2 separate regions of the Sus scrofa genome follow, and region 2 is linked to region 1. A link is a contact called in public Hi-C data. All regions are on one chromosome and are shown on one strand. Each heading gives the region's core, a stretch centred on a gene start, on an enhancer-like site or on the middle of the called end of the contact. The rest is flanking DNA. Distances are from core to core; before and after follow the strand shown. Region 1 overlaps FGGY (FGGY carbohydrate kinase domain-containing protein). Region 2 holds the start of FGGY (FGGY carbohydrate kinase domain-containing protein).

Region 1 (6,726 bases), core at 1,944-4,443:
ATTTCAACAAAGGCCAGATCCCAGGGCCAGAAGGAGGTGGCCCTTTCACTGCAGACCATACAAGTGGTGGAGACAAGTGCACTTTGAGAGGAACCAGCGTTTCCATCCTTTCTCCCCTGCTAGAAAGTTGGGCCACAGCAAGGGGCATCACTTTGGAGCCATGCAGACCGAGGTTCAGATCCAGCCTCTGCTCCTTAGTGGCTGTGTGATCTTGAACTTGTACCTTGACCTCTCTGAGCCTCGGCTTCCTCATTTGTAAAAATGACACACTATGATGATATAAAAAGAAAAACCCTTTCCAATCAACACCCCCCCCCGAATTTCTCTGCACCTAATATGCATCTGCACGCTGCAAAGGTAAACTGTGGTTTCTTCATCCAAAGGGTTCCTAAGCTAGTAGAAGAAAAACATGTGCCCAGAAATAATTACAGTACAACCAGAAAAGTAGTTTCAAAGGGAAAAAACAAAAAACAAAACAAAACAAAAAAAACCTAGAGGAACAATGAAAAGGGAGGGCCTAACTGCCCTGGGGGAGTCTGAAGGGCTCCACAAACAACAGGACATTTAAGACGGGTCCTGAAGGATGAGTAACAGCTCAGCCAGGATAAAAGCAGGCAGATGCCGTTCTGGAGAGGGAACGGTATGTGCAAAAGCAAGAAGACATGAAAGGGCCCCAGGATGTGTGAGACGGCTGACGGGGCTGGAATGTTGGTGTATGATGAACACTGGCAGGAAATAAAGACAGCTCACTTCTCAGTTCTGTGAAAATAGCACCAGTTTTCCAATTAACAAAGTCTATTTGAAGCCGTTTGAAGGATGGCCAAAGACGCTAAGGAGATGGATGCATAACGGGACCGTCTGTGGGCTTTTTAATGTAAGTCTAAAGTTGTCCTTGCACTATCCCCCTCAGAAGGTCAATGTTTTAATGGCAGGCACTGGTATTTGGCACCATCTATGTGGGTCTCAGGTACCAGTAACAAATAACAGCAAGAGCCGCGAGGGCAGCTGACATCTCCCGAGTCCTCAGCACGCTGGCCTATAAGCTCTATCCATGTGAACTCTTTCAATCCCCACAGCAAGCCCATAGAGTACAATGAGGGAAACAACGTGCAAAAGATGTAAGAGACTTGCTCCTGGTCACACGATTAAGTCCCAGGGCTGGCGTGCCACCCCAGAGCCCAAACTCAACGGCTACTTTGAGTTCCCTCCTCCGTGCAAGGTGCTCTCATGTCACTTCCTGGGACAAATCCCCATCTTAAAGGGCCTGAAGCTTTTACATGGGGAACTCAAAGAAAGGAATACAAAATTATGAATATAAAATCAGGTACCATAATGAAGGTTTACAATGAGGAAAAAAAAAAACTAAAATAAGTGGAACCTAGGGCATTTAGATTCCCTTTTCCTGAGATGAGAAATGCCTACACAGAAGTCCTTCCTGACTGCAACCCCTCCCCACCCAGAACATTCTACGACTCCCAACAGCTACCTGCACTCATGGGGCCCATGCAATCCGAGGTCCCCAAAGCTTCAATTTCAATGCATTTCCTTCAGGGGAAGCCCATCTCCACCACTGCCCAAAAGTCTCTTAAATTTTCCCAAACCATTTCGACAAAGCCCAGATCTCAGGGCCAGAGGGAGGGGGGCTTTTCACTGCAAACCAAACAAGTGGTGGAGACAAATGCAGTGTGAGAGGAACCAGGATTTCCATCCTTCCTCCCTTGCTGGAAGATTGAGCCACACCAAATGACATCGCTTAGGAGCCATGCAGACCTAGTTTCAGATCCAGCCTCTGCTCCTTCATGGCTGTGTGATGATGAACGTGTCCCCTGTCTTGGTTTCCTCATCTGTTAAAATGATACAAGGATCAAATCGGATAACGGGCATGCTGCCCAGGAATGCCAGCTCCCTTTCCTCTGGGTACACCTTTCTGTGCTTTCTCCCCCTTTTTGCCCAACTCTTGGGATGGGTAGGTCGGTCCTTTGTCTATGCTTTCAGCGTATTCTGTAGAGATCTCCGCTGGAGCACATCATTCTCTTATTCATTCAGCAAGTACCCCCTGGAAGCAAAGATGAACGTGGACATGCAACTGTCCTCAAGAGGCCTGCATCTGGTGAATAAGCAGGGAACCCTTCTCTACCATGACAGAGATGCTCCTTGATGGGCTGGAGCCATGCCTCCTCCTCGGACACGGGGCAGGTCAGACCCAAATGAAAATAATCGAGTCGGCCTCCCACCTCCCCATCTCCCGGCCAGCACTTCACCTCACCCCTCTCTCGGCTCTGCTCTCATCAGGCCCAGCCATGCTGGTCCACACATCCTCTGCATGCCTGGATCAATGAAGTTTGGTTTTACAGGGCACTGGGCCCATTGTTGGCTCTCACCTCAAGAACAAAGAAGAATACTGGCCCTTCCAAGGCAAAACAAAGGCCGACTTCTCCTCCATGGTTCCCTTTTCCTTTATGGGCAACAGTATGCAGACCCCTGGCCCTCCACTGAACTACATTTAAAACAGCTTTTGTGAAGGGTGGACACAGCGGCCATTTTTGTGTATGTGCCTGCCCGCAGCAATGAACTGATTGTAACATGAACAACGTGCACTTCTTCCCACTTCTGACAGAATAGATGACATTGTGCTGAGGGCCAGGGAGGGGGTGGGGGCCTAACGAAAAAAAAAAAAAAAAGCCCTAAGGTTTATTACAAGGAATTCTGATAAAAAGCACTTCGAAGCCTCTTTCCCATCATCAAAAAACCACACTGGGCAAGATCAGAGCTTAACAGCCGACAAAAAAACACATTCAATCCCTGAGATCATTTTCCTGAAATAGAAAACTACATATGTTTCTCAAATTTCATATCAAGCCACTGCAGAGGCCAGACTGCAGGGCTGAACTGGGCCAAAGTCGGGGGGGGGGAGGGGGGGGATGGGATGGGAAAGGGAGTAAACAGAAGAAAACGAGCCCATTCTTCCACATCACCACGTTTCTCTAGCACAATCTAAACTTACAAACACCCCCAGTTTCACAGAACTTGTAGTTAGGGTTGCTTATCGGGCAGTCTTTACTTTGTCAAATTAAGACACATTGCCTTGGATTAGCAAGACTCCTTAAATTCAAAATGACTTCATGGTTGGCTCGGAGTTCAGTGTCTCTAGGGCCAGCCGCCAGGAACATATCCACTGCGGAGCCCCGCTCCTCTCCATATGACCTGCCTGACTTTTCCATGGAGACAGCAGAGCAAAATCCCAGGCAGACAGGCTGTCAGTGTTAATTAAAAGTCCAAACACCTCTTTAGAAACTATCTGCAGCTCAATATTTATACAGAGTATAAGACTCCTAACAGGCAGGGCCGGAGAGGGGAGCAGGAGGTTGAGGGCGGAAATAGGTTTGACTGGCATTTGGAACCCATTAATTTTTAAAAGACAGGCTGCCACTCTAGGTAGGACTGAGAGAGGTTCAAAAACGTAACGAAACCAGAAAGATGAATGAGCTGAAGATTGTTTAGAAAGCCCGGGGAGAGTGCTCAGCTTTTGAAAAGAATAATATCTGGGCAATAATGAGAGCTGACACTTTTTAGTGGTGAATGCAGTTTTTGGCACATTTTAACAATGCAGGTTGACAATGTTTCATATTTAACAAAAGGAAAAGCAATCTTCTAAATGACTTGGGAACAAAGGGCTCCCTGACTGCAATTTCTTAATAACATTTAAGAATTCTCTTCAAAGGCCCTTGACTATAATTTAGAGCAAGGAAGAAAAATGAAGAAAACAAGAAAAAAAGAAGGTGTATTTAAAAAATAATAAACTAACTAGAAGAGGTGAAAAAAGAAGACAAGGATACAGCATTCTGACACTAAATTATATCCCAAAGGGTTGAATTTAATGTCAGGCTTTTATAATACTTCTTCCAATAACCTGAGCTTTAAGAAAGAAGTCAAAGGGAGACTTTGGTCGACACCATTACTTTTGGACTCAGAGGTTCAGTCCAGGGAGGGGCTAAATGGATCACCTAATCCAGCCACCACACTCTGCAGACAAACTGAGCACCAAGGGCCCAGGGTTACCTGGCTGGACCAGATATTTCTTCCAAGTTTCAAACCATGCCACCAGGTGTATTTTATGCTATGTGTCCTAAGGCCTCACCATCAAGGCCACAGAGTTCTTACAGTATCCAAGACTGAATATTGACACCGTTAATCAGACTGAAACTCAGAGGCTACCTAGAATCACACAAGTACAGCATATCCAAAAGTTCACAAGAGTTCACCTACAGTGGCAGCCATCCAGGATAGCAAACTGATTTAAGAGGCCACCAAGACCAAAATGTCCTGTCCCTCCCAAGGAAGGCCTTCCGGGGTCAGAGAAAAGAACTCTAAACAATATATGACTTGGATATGGTCCCCTTAAAACCTAACCCCTACTTCACTTAGCAGTTTCACCCTCACAGCAAGAACCTTCCGGGATTCTGTAATAGCACCTGGAAAACGTGATCTCTATTCTTGAGCATTTTTACAGTTTCAAAACATTTTCAGCAGGAGTTCCCTGATAGTTCTGAGGTTTAAGGATCTGGTGTTGTCACTGCTTTGGCTCTGTTTACTGCTGTGACACAGGTTCAATCCCTGGCCTGGGAACATGCCATGGGTGCAGTCAAAAATGTTATTTCAGCAAAGAATATACTGTCATACTATTTGTAAATGAGGACTCCCAGCCTGAGATTGCTCCACTTTTACCATATTAAAGAGCAAACAAGACTAGATTCTAAAAGAAATTCAAGGTCTCAGAGAAAACTGGTAAGCAAAGGAAATGCTATACAGCTACTCAGTTGAAAAATTACAGTCCTACTGGCTGTATGACTTTCAAGGGTATGGAACTCACATCTAGATCTATACCAAAGAGCTGAAAAAGACAGATGAATGGATAAAGAAGATGTGGCGTGTGTGTCTATGTGTATATATGTGTGTGTGTGTGCACATATATTTTATAAAATATGTATGCCACAAATGTGGCCCTAAAAAGACAAATATTTATATATATACATATGCACATGATGGATTATTACACAGCCTAAAATATAATGAAATAATGCCATTTGTAGCAACATAAATGGGCCTAGAAATTATTATACTAAGTGAATAAGCCAGACAAAGAAAGACATTTATCACATGATACTACTTACATGTGGAATCTAAAATATTCTACAAATGGACTTATTTACAAAACAGAAAGAGACCCACAGACAGAAAACAAACTTACGGTTACCAAAGGGGAAAAGGAAGGGGAAGGGATAAATTAGGAGTTTGGGATTAGCCTATATGCACTCCAATATATAAAATAGATAACCAACAAGGACCAACTGTATAACTGTATAGCACAAGGAACTATATTCAGTATTTTCTAATAACCCGTAAGGGAAAAGAATATTATGACTGAATCACTGTGTTATATACCTAAAACTAACAAAACATTGTTAAATTGTTTATATATACATATAAACAATATATTTAATGACCTAGAACAGTGCCTGATACACAGCAAGTTCTCACTAAAAAACAGGATTTTCTTTTTTTTATAAAATTATGGAAACTAGCAAATTCAGAACCACTTAATGAAGGGTGCATATCATATCGATCCAAGGTCACACACTTTTACCTCCTTTGTCCCAAAGGACAAAGGTGGGAATTCTTTTTCTTTTTTTTTTTTTTTTTTGTCTTTTTGCCATTTCTTGGGCTGCTCCCGCGGCATATGGAGGTTCCCGGGCTAGGGGTCTAATCTGAGCTGTAGCTGCCAGCCCAAGCCAGAGCCACAGCAATGCGGGATCCGAGCCACATCTGCGTCCTACACCACAGCTCACGGCAATGCCGGATCGTTAACCCACTGAGCAAAGGCAGGGATCGAACCCACAACCTCATGGTTCCTAGTCGGATTCATTAAACACTGTGCCACGACGGGAACTCCAAGGTGGGAATTCTTAACCTTTTCCATCCATATCTGCTTTACCAATGAAAAGTGAAAGAAGACAGCTCAATCTTCCCCAGAGTTTGCCTCATTGTGGCAGATAAAGAGGGATGGTCACTGACCCCATAGTAAGCATCAGTGTTCATGCAGGGCAGCAGCAGATTCCTAGTCTGTCACTCTGGTACTTCTGATAGGTGTGGATGAGAAGCCACGAACCTGAACAGCTCGTTTTTCCCCTCCCGCCCTGACAGCCTGACATACTCCGTTCTCTCCTGCCCCCCTCTTTTAGCCTCTGAATACTGACAACCAGTGATCTCTTGGCACCTGCTCATTTCTTCATGCCCACAATAGCTCTGAGACCTCGGGTGAAACTTATATTCTGTGACTCATGGAACCCTGATCACATCCACCAAAAGGCAAGACAAAAAACAACCACCCCAAAAAATCCCAAATGGGGGAGAGAGGGTGTCAAACATATTATCTCGTTTCTAAATGGACTGCCATCCACACCCCACGTGCAAGTGAATTTAGCTTCACCGTTACATTTATAACTAAGACTAAAAAAATAAAGACTGCAGGGAAAGAGAAATGGAAGTAGCATTTCCCATGCACTATTCTGTACTACAAACTTGTGCTTCATTTTCTCCATAAAACAAACCCATGTCCTTTTCATCCTCCCTCAACCATAAAAGGAAACTGGGATCAAGAAGGATTAAAGGACTTGCCCAAGTTCATCGAGCTGATAAACAGCAGAGCAAAACTTTGAGCTATGGAGT
Region 2 (6,726 bases), core at 1,506-4,005, 87 kb after region 1:
CAATCTGAGCATGTCCAATAGTTCCTGCTTGCCCTGGAGACATATTCATAGTCCTTTAACCTGACTCACCTGACCCTCCCTGATCTGGCCTTTTTACTCTCCCCAACCTCTTTTCCGGTGATTTCTCACCTCACCCTTTCCTGTCCACCTACACTAATCAACGATTCGCCAGGCTTGTAGAGCTTTGCACATACTGTTCTAAGGCAGAAAAAGGAGCACAAGAAATCTCTGGGGGTTTTAGAAATGTTCCTTATGTTAATTTGTGCCCCTTCCCTTTGTCCTTCTCTGGCCCAGTCATAAGGGTCATACCACTTGTGTATTATCTCCTCTGAGAAGTTTTCCCTAAAACCCCATATTGGGCCATTTGGATTTCTCTCAACTCCTGAGAATCTTCTGCATACCTTGCACTAATCTCACTATCACATAATCTCCTTCAAAGGACTAGATAGAAGCAGACTGGATAAAAGCTCAAAAGCAAAGACCAAGTCTTATTTACTCTGTTTTCCCAGAGCCTACCACAGGGCCAGGCCCAGAACAATCTCCAAACAGAACAAATGAACAAACACAATAGCTAGTGTTTCAGTAACCTTTTTTTTTTTTTTTTTTTAAATAAAGAGGCAGCACCTGAGGCATATGGAAGTTCCCAGGCTAGGAGCCAAATTGGAGCTGTAGCTGCTGGCCTACACCACAGTCACAGCAATGCAGGATCCAAACCATGTCTGCAACCTACACCACAGCTCACTGCAATGCCAGATACTTAACCCACTGAGCAAGGCCAGGGATCAAACCCAAGTCCTACGGATACTAGCGGGGTTGGGTTCATCACCACTGAGCCACAACAGGAACTCCCTCAATGACTTTCTCTTACACCACCTGTGTTGACTCTAAATTCCACCTTATAAAAACATGGGCAGGTGAGAAGCTGAATGATCTCTGCAGAACATTCTCTTTTTTTGTCTGTTTGTCTTTTTAAGGCCACACTCACGGCATACGGAAGTTCCCAGGGTAGGGGTCTAATCAGAGCTACAGCTGCCAGCCTACGCCAGAGCCATAGCAATACCAGATGCGAGCCAAGTCTGCAAAGCCAGATCCTTAACCCACTGAGAGAGGCCAGAGTTCGAACCCACGACCTCATGGTTCCTAGTCGGATTGGTTTCTGCTGCGCTACTATGGGAACTCCCTGATCTCTGTAGAACATTCTGGTAAAATAATTATTTCAAATCCTTTTGGTTGGGGCTGGGGGTGGGGGGCACGGCGATGGTCCCACTCTGACTGGGAGTTTAAGGGTAAGATTCATTACCTCAAATTGTTTTCAAAACCATCTGGTAATTGACTGTGATTTGAACTAAGTGAAAGGTTAGGGAAAGGGAACCAGATTCCAGGAAAAGACAAGGCCCACAGAAAAAATTAACACAGCTTGGAAAAAGGCCCAGTCTCCTCCCAGTAAACTTCTCAGTTTCATCCAGAAAGACACAGATCTCCACTCTCTGGGTTATTCCCTTCTCCCAAAACTTCCAAATCCATCAGGGAGGCTCCCAATCTCCCTCCCCCTCAAAATCAATCTCCAGGCCCTCTCAGCCTCTCTGGTTCCTTAATCATCCTTAACAAGAGTTCGCTGGGCCTCCTCAGCTGGCCCCTCCAAGAGCCAGGCCTGTGGCCACTAGGTCAAAAGCCAAGCACAGGGCCTAATTAACAGGAGACTCCCAGAAGACCAGGAGGCAGTCAGCAGGCTGGAAGACCCAGCTGGCAACTTACAAAGCACAATTTCAGGATAGAAGGTGGATCACAGCAAAGAAGAGAAAAGCAAGCAAAACAAAACAAAGCAAAACTACCGTCTAACAGCCAGGAACTAAGAGAAAGCTTGCCTTCTTTCTTATGGATTCAAAAGCATAATCACTTCCTTCTGATATCACTTTAAAAATTAACCTAAGGATGACTGCTTTCCCAGATCTTGAAAATGACTTGACTCTTTACAAACGAAATTAGTTACAACATGAGAAGTGCTTTAGTGGAAAATAGCCAATGATTAGGGAAATGCCCCATTTTGCATGTTGTTCATCCTTAAAAAAAAAAAGGAAATTAATAAAAATGGAAAGATACCTCTAGGCCTTTCCTATGCAGTTTAACTATAGACAAAGAGCATTACACCATCTAAATTAAACTGCACCTCAAACATAATCACAAGCAGCACTAGCCTTAAAAGGCTTTAGGTGGCCAGCCTGGGATTAAAAGGCTCAAAAATGCCTAGGGAAACATTCTAAAATAAGATGTGGGGGGTGGGGAGAGGTGTGATAAAGATAGGAAATTAACCTAGTTAACTGGACAGTGAGGGCAAAGGACCCCAGGTTTCAGAAAGCTCCTAGGCAGTGTTGAGGGTGCAGTCAAGGCTGACCCTTCTCTTGAGTGGCCTGACGCCTCACCAAGGAGTGGACACTGGGGACTCAACAAGAGCCAAAGCACGACCAGCACTAAGACTTAAGCGGCCAGAGGAGGAAGAGGAGGCGCCGGCTGCGGGAAAAGGGAGGGAGGCTTCGGCCCAGCGCTCTCAGGCTAGAGAACCGGCTCGCTGTGAGCCTGAGCAACCGCTAAAGCCCCTGATGCACACGTGGGACCGAGAGGAGGATCACTTACTTGTCCAATCTGAAATTACATTTTTAGTTAACAGGGCTCTGCAGCTTACCGCACCGAGCCGCACCGCGCCTGGGCTGGGCGGTCCGGGAGGCGGCTGTGGCCCCTCCCCCTGCCCCGCCCCCTAAGGCCGCGGCCCCTGTAAAGCGCGCCCCGATTGGCTCTTTGAACCAGGCCCCGGATTGGTCGGTGCCTGCCCGCCGTCGCCTCGTGCTGTGCTGCGTCGGCTGGGAGCTAGGTCCGCAGCCTCCGCCCGGATCTTCCCGCTTTCCCGGATTTTCAAAGGCCCAAAGTGGCCGCTGCCCTCTCAGTGTCCTGCTCTGGGGGCTCTTCTCCAAGAACTCGCCCACGCAAACTCTCAGCAGCCTCTGGTGGGTGTGTGTGTCCAATGTGTATCATGTTAACTTCTCAACCATATACTGAGTACCCGAACTCTTGCAGACAGGTGTTAAAATAATTAATAATATTTATTGAATGCTTACTTTGTGCCAGGTCTTGCTCCTGATACTTCACGTGAATTTATTCATCTAGTTTTGTGACCCAACCCTCTGAAGAGGTGTCAGGCTTGTAAATCTGCAAAACAGATGGGTCCCAGCCTTCAAGGCAGTTACAAGCTGATGGGTCCCGGACACTCTATCTCACGTAATCTTCACGTCTTTATGTTTCCAGTAAGCTAGGTATCGTTTGTCCCTGTTTTGACGCTCTACAGATGCAGAGCGTCAGACACGTTTTTTAGCTTGTTTTGTGATACACAGTAAAAGGAAAGTAGATTCCAACGTGAGCTGAGCTGAGCCAGATCTTTTAAAAAGGCAGGTTCCTAGGCTGATGGGACTGAGATATGGAAGATAGTTTAACAAATCCAAACTCTTTATTTTCCTAGAAAAGGAGACTGAGGTGCAGTAAAAGGAAGTGGTTTTCAAAGGACACATCGGTTATGAGAGGTAAGCCTAGGTAATAACTGATTTCACTGAACGGGACTCTATGCCATGTGCATGAAAGTCACTCTACTTTCCTCATAACAACCCCAAATGCGTGCTTTTATCCTGGTCTTACAGGTGAGGATTCTGGCTCATTGAGGCCAGGGCCACATGATTAATTGCATCTGCTAGAAGTCCTAGTTTGGGGTTGCCAGAGAAAGAAAGTTTCCTCTATCCTTGTAGGTTTTTCTGGCTGGTCTAAGAATTGAATTGACATGTTGATTCATGTTAAGACATGTTAATGGGAGAAAATCAAATAATGTTTAATAACTTGTATACATAGGAGAAACCTAGAAAAACAGAGTCTCTCCGTAAAACCATCTTCAGCTAAAGACAAAAGAAGGAGGTTAGGGATAGTGGTTTGGGTCTTCAAAGAGGAGGAAGGCAATTCACATAGAGATGGAAAAGCAAATTTTGGTAAACAGATGTTTGTTGAGTCAAGCAGAGATAGTGGGACACGAAGAAGAATTAAAAACAAACAAAAGAAGACCTTAGGTTCCTCCCAGGCTACCACACCTAGTTCATACTGCAGTTATCTATGATGATAACTCTTCCTGGAAGAGGTCTTCTAACTATTCTTTAAGCAGCTAAGGGGAACATCACAGTTTCTGCCTGAGTCTTTTGGACTATGATTGTTTTCAGCTCAAAATAATTCTCATGCCAAAGAGACATTTTGGGGTGGCAAGTTTTGCTCCCCTACAGGGTCATTTTTCTTCTACACCATGATCGTTCCCCTTCGGTTCCAGCAGATACCCGAAAACCTAACTACGGACTCTTTGGGAATGTGAGATATACTGGGATCTGGTTACTCGGCACCTGTGTGAATCATAGTATACAAAGGTCTTAATAATATTAAGACCTACCAATCTTACCTTTACAGAGTATTGAAGAGCAAATGAGGTAATAAATATGGAAATACTTTGTAAAGTGTTAGGTACTGAACACATGCGAGACATGGCTTCCAGAGCGTCCTCAGTGTGTACCTCAGGAATAGAATAAATGAAATATAGTGGTTGCCTCAGGAAATATGGCAGGAGATCTCATCTTGGCTAGACTTGAATTAATGTGGATTCGCTGCCTGATCTTTATATATGTGTATATATATATATATGTTTGTATTTGATTTTGGTTTGTTTCCTCTTATTATCATGCTATCAGTAGTAGTAATAGCAATAATAGAGAAGTGGCTGGAGCTCCAGCAGCCATCTTGGGCCATGAAAGAGTTTCAGAAATGAAAACCACAGAGAAACACCCAAGGTGCATGGGCTCGAGTTCCTAACACCAGGAAGCACCAAACCAACACCACTGCCCACTTCCACATCTTAAGAAAGAAATAGCGGTCTTGTGCAACACACTAAGTTTGTGTTTTCTGTCCCGTGGGGCTAAACCTCATTATTTCTGATACATACACATTACCTCATGGAAATCCTACAGTACTTCTATAAGGGGATAGATACAGAAACAGACCCAGAGAGTATAAATGACTTGTTCAAAGTCGACCAAGTGACAGAGACGTGATTCTTTTGCTGATCCTCATTCTCTTTTTTAGTTCTACCCGCTGCCTATTGTGAATGAACGACTCTATTTTTCTTCCATGTGCTTCTTTTCCATTCATTTATTCTAGGAGCTGACAAACTTTTTGTATTAGAACCAAATAGTAAATATTTTAGACTTTGTGAGTCATACAGTTTCTGTTGCACCTATTCACCTCTGCCTTGATAGGGCAAGAACAGCCATAGATAAAAGGAAATGAGTGGTTGTGACTGTGTTTCACACAGCTTTACAAAAGCAATGGCCCCTGTAGCCCAGTGGGCCTTGGCTGGCCATCCCGTAATTTATTAGATTCTGACATTCCATCACAAAAGTTCATGGCAAATACAGTACAGAAGATGGGGGGTGGGGGTTGTGACATTGCAGGCACCCTCACCCTGTTGATCAATACAATATAAAGGCCAGTGTGTGACAGTGAGGTCCAGAAGAAAGAAAGATCCCTAAACTGGTAATCACGAGATCCGGGCTGTGAGTTCATGTCTGCCTGACTCAAACCAGATCTATATCCTGAACCAATCCCTCATGCCTCGGTTTTCCTAGATATCGGGAGCAAATAATGCAAATGTTATCCATACCTCCATTTTCCATGGCTACAGGGAGACTAAAATGATATGGTATGCATAATTGTATTTTGAGGAGTTCCCATCATGGTTCAGTGGCAGATGAATCTGACTAGTATCCATGAGGACTTGGGTTTGATCCCTGACCTCACTCAGTGGGTTAAGGATCGGGCATTGCCATGAGCTGTGGTGTGGGTCGCAGATGTGGCTCGATCTGGTGTTGCTGTGGCTGTGGTATAAGCCAGTGGCTACAGCTCTCATTTGACCCCTAGCCTGGGAACCTCCACGTGCCATAAGTGAACACACACACACACACCCAAAAAGACAAAACACCTATATTTTGAAAGCTATAAATGTTATCCAACTGTGACTACACTGTTTCACCTTAGGCAGGGCCAGATAGCCTCCTTTGTATCCTTCAGTTCCCTCTCCTTACCTCTATCGTGGAACTCCAAGAACATATCAAATGCCTAGTAGTTTTATTGCATCTGTTTATCCCTGCTCCTCCTCCCCAACTCACCATAAAGTGTTATTGTGTGGCATTGGATTCAAAGACTAATTTATTGGAAAATCTAGACGTCCACTCAGGGTTATTGCAAGGCAGCATGGGGATCACGCAGAGTCATTGTCCAGTAGACAGGTCAGACATTACACCAGTGAATTAGCACATCAGATTTGAGCGAGAAAGAAAGAGCTGGGTTGTGAAACCCTGGAACCAGCTGAACTGGAAGTTTGTGTAATTTCCTTCCTGCTCAGAGACTGTTCCATGCAGCACCAGGAGGCAGAGAGGAGACCTGCTGCTTTCCCTGGTGGCCCCTGGAGGCCCTCCAATATTCTAACTGCATTTTCTGATTCTCTGCTCTTCCTACATTAACACCTGTCCCCCTCACCAGAGAGAAGTTTCCCTGAGATTCTTAAGAGTCATGGCACAGAAATAAGTATGCTTATCCATTTATTCATGAATTCATTTATTCATTCAGACATTTAGGTATTCACTCACAGATTTCTTG

The links. Hi-C and Micro-C count contacts between places; a contact is called where the count stands out from the background.
Region 2: a Hi-C map of skeletal muscle shows a contact between it and region 1, with 3 times the contacts expected there. The contact joins the promoter of FGGY here to the enhancer-like site in region 1. A contact is called at or near these places in 7 of 47 Hi-C or Micro-C datasets (alveolar macrophages, embryonic fibroblasts, fetal heart ventricle and 3 more) and 2 of 2 datasets of contacts at active chromatin or transcription factors (alveolar macrophages and skeletal muscle).

What each region holds. Positions count from the first base shown.
Region 1 is chr6:153,123,033-153,129,758 of Sscrofa11.1, forward strand. All of the region lies in intron 5 of FGGY (FGGY carbohydrate kinase domain-containing protein), which reads right to left. Among named protein-coding and RNA genes, the nearest start is that of FGGY, 87 kb to the right of the region's middle. Within about 2 kb of position 3,194, at least 40 of the 83 cell types and tissues checked have an H3K27ac peak or open chromatin away from gene starts, as enhancers often do. A contact at or near this core is called in skeletal muscle, where this site is marked.
Region 2 is chr6:153,210,424-153,217,149 of Sscrofa11.1, forward strand. FGGY (FGGY carbohydrate kinase domain-containing protein) reads right to left here and starts at 2,756. Exons shown (of 16, transcript XM_021097811.1): 1 at 2,632-2,756. LOC102165506 (a long non-coding RNA gene) reads left to right here and starts at 2,829. Exons shown (of 4, transcript XR_002345481.1): 1 at 2,829-2,999; 2 at 3,509-3,569.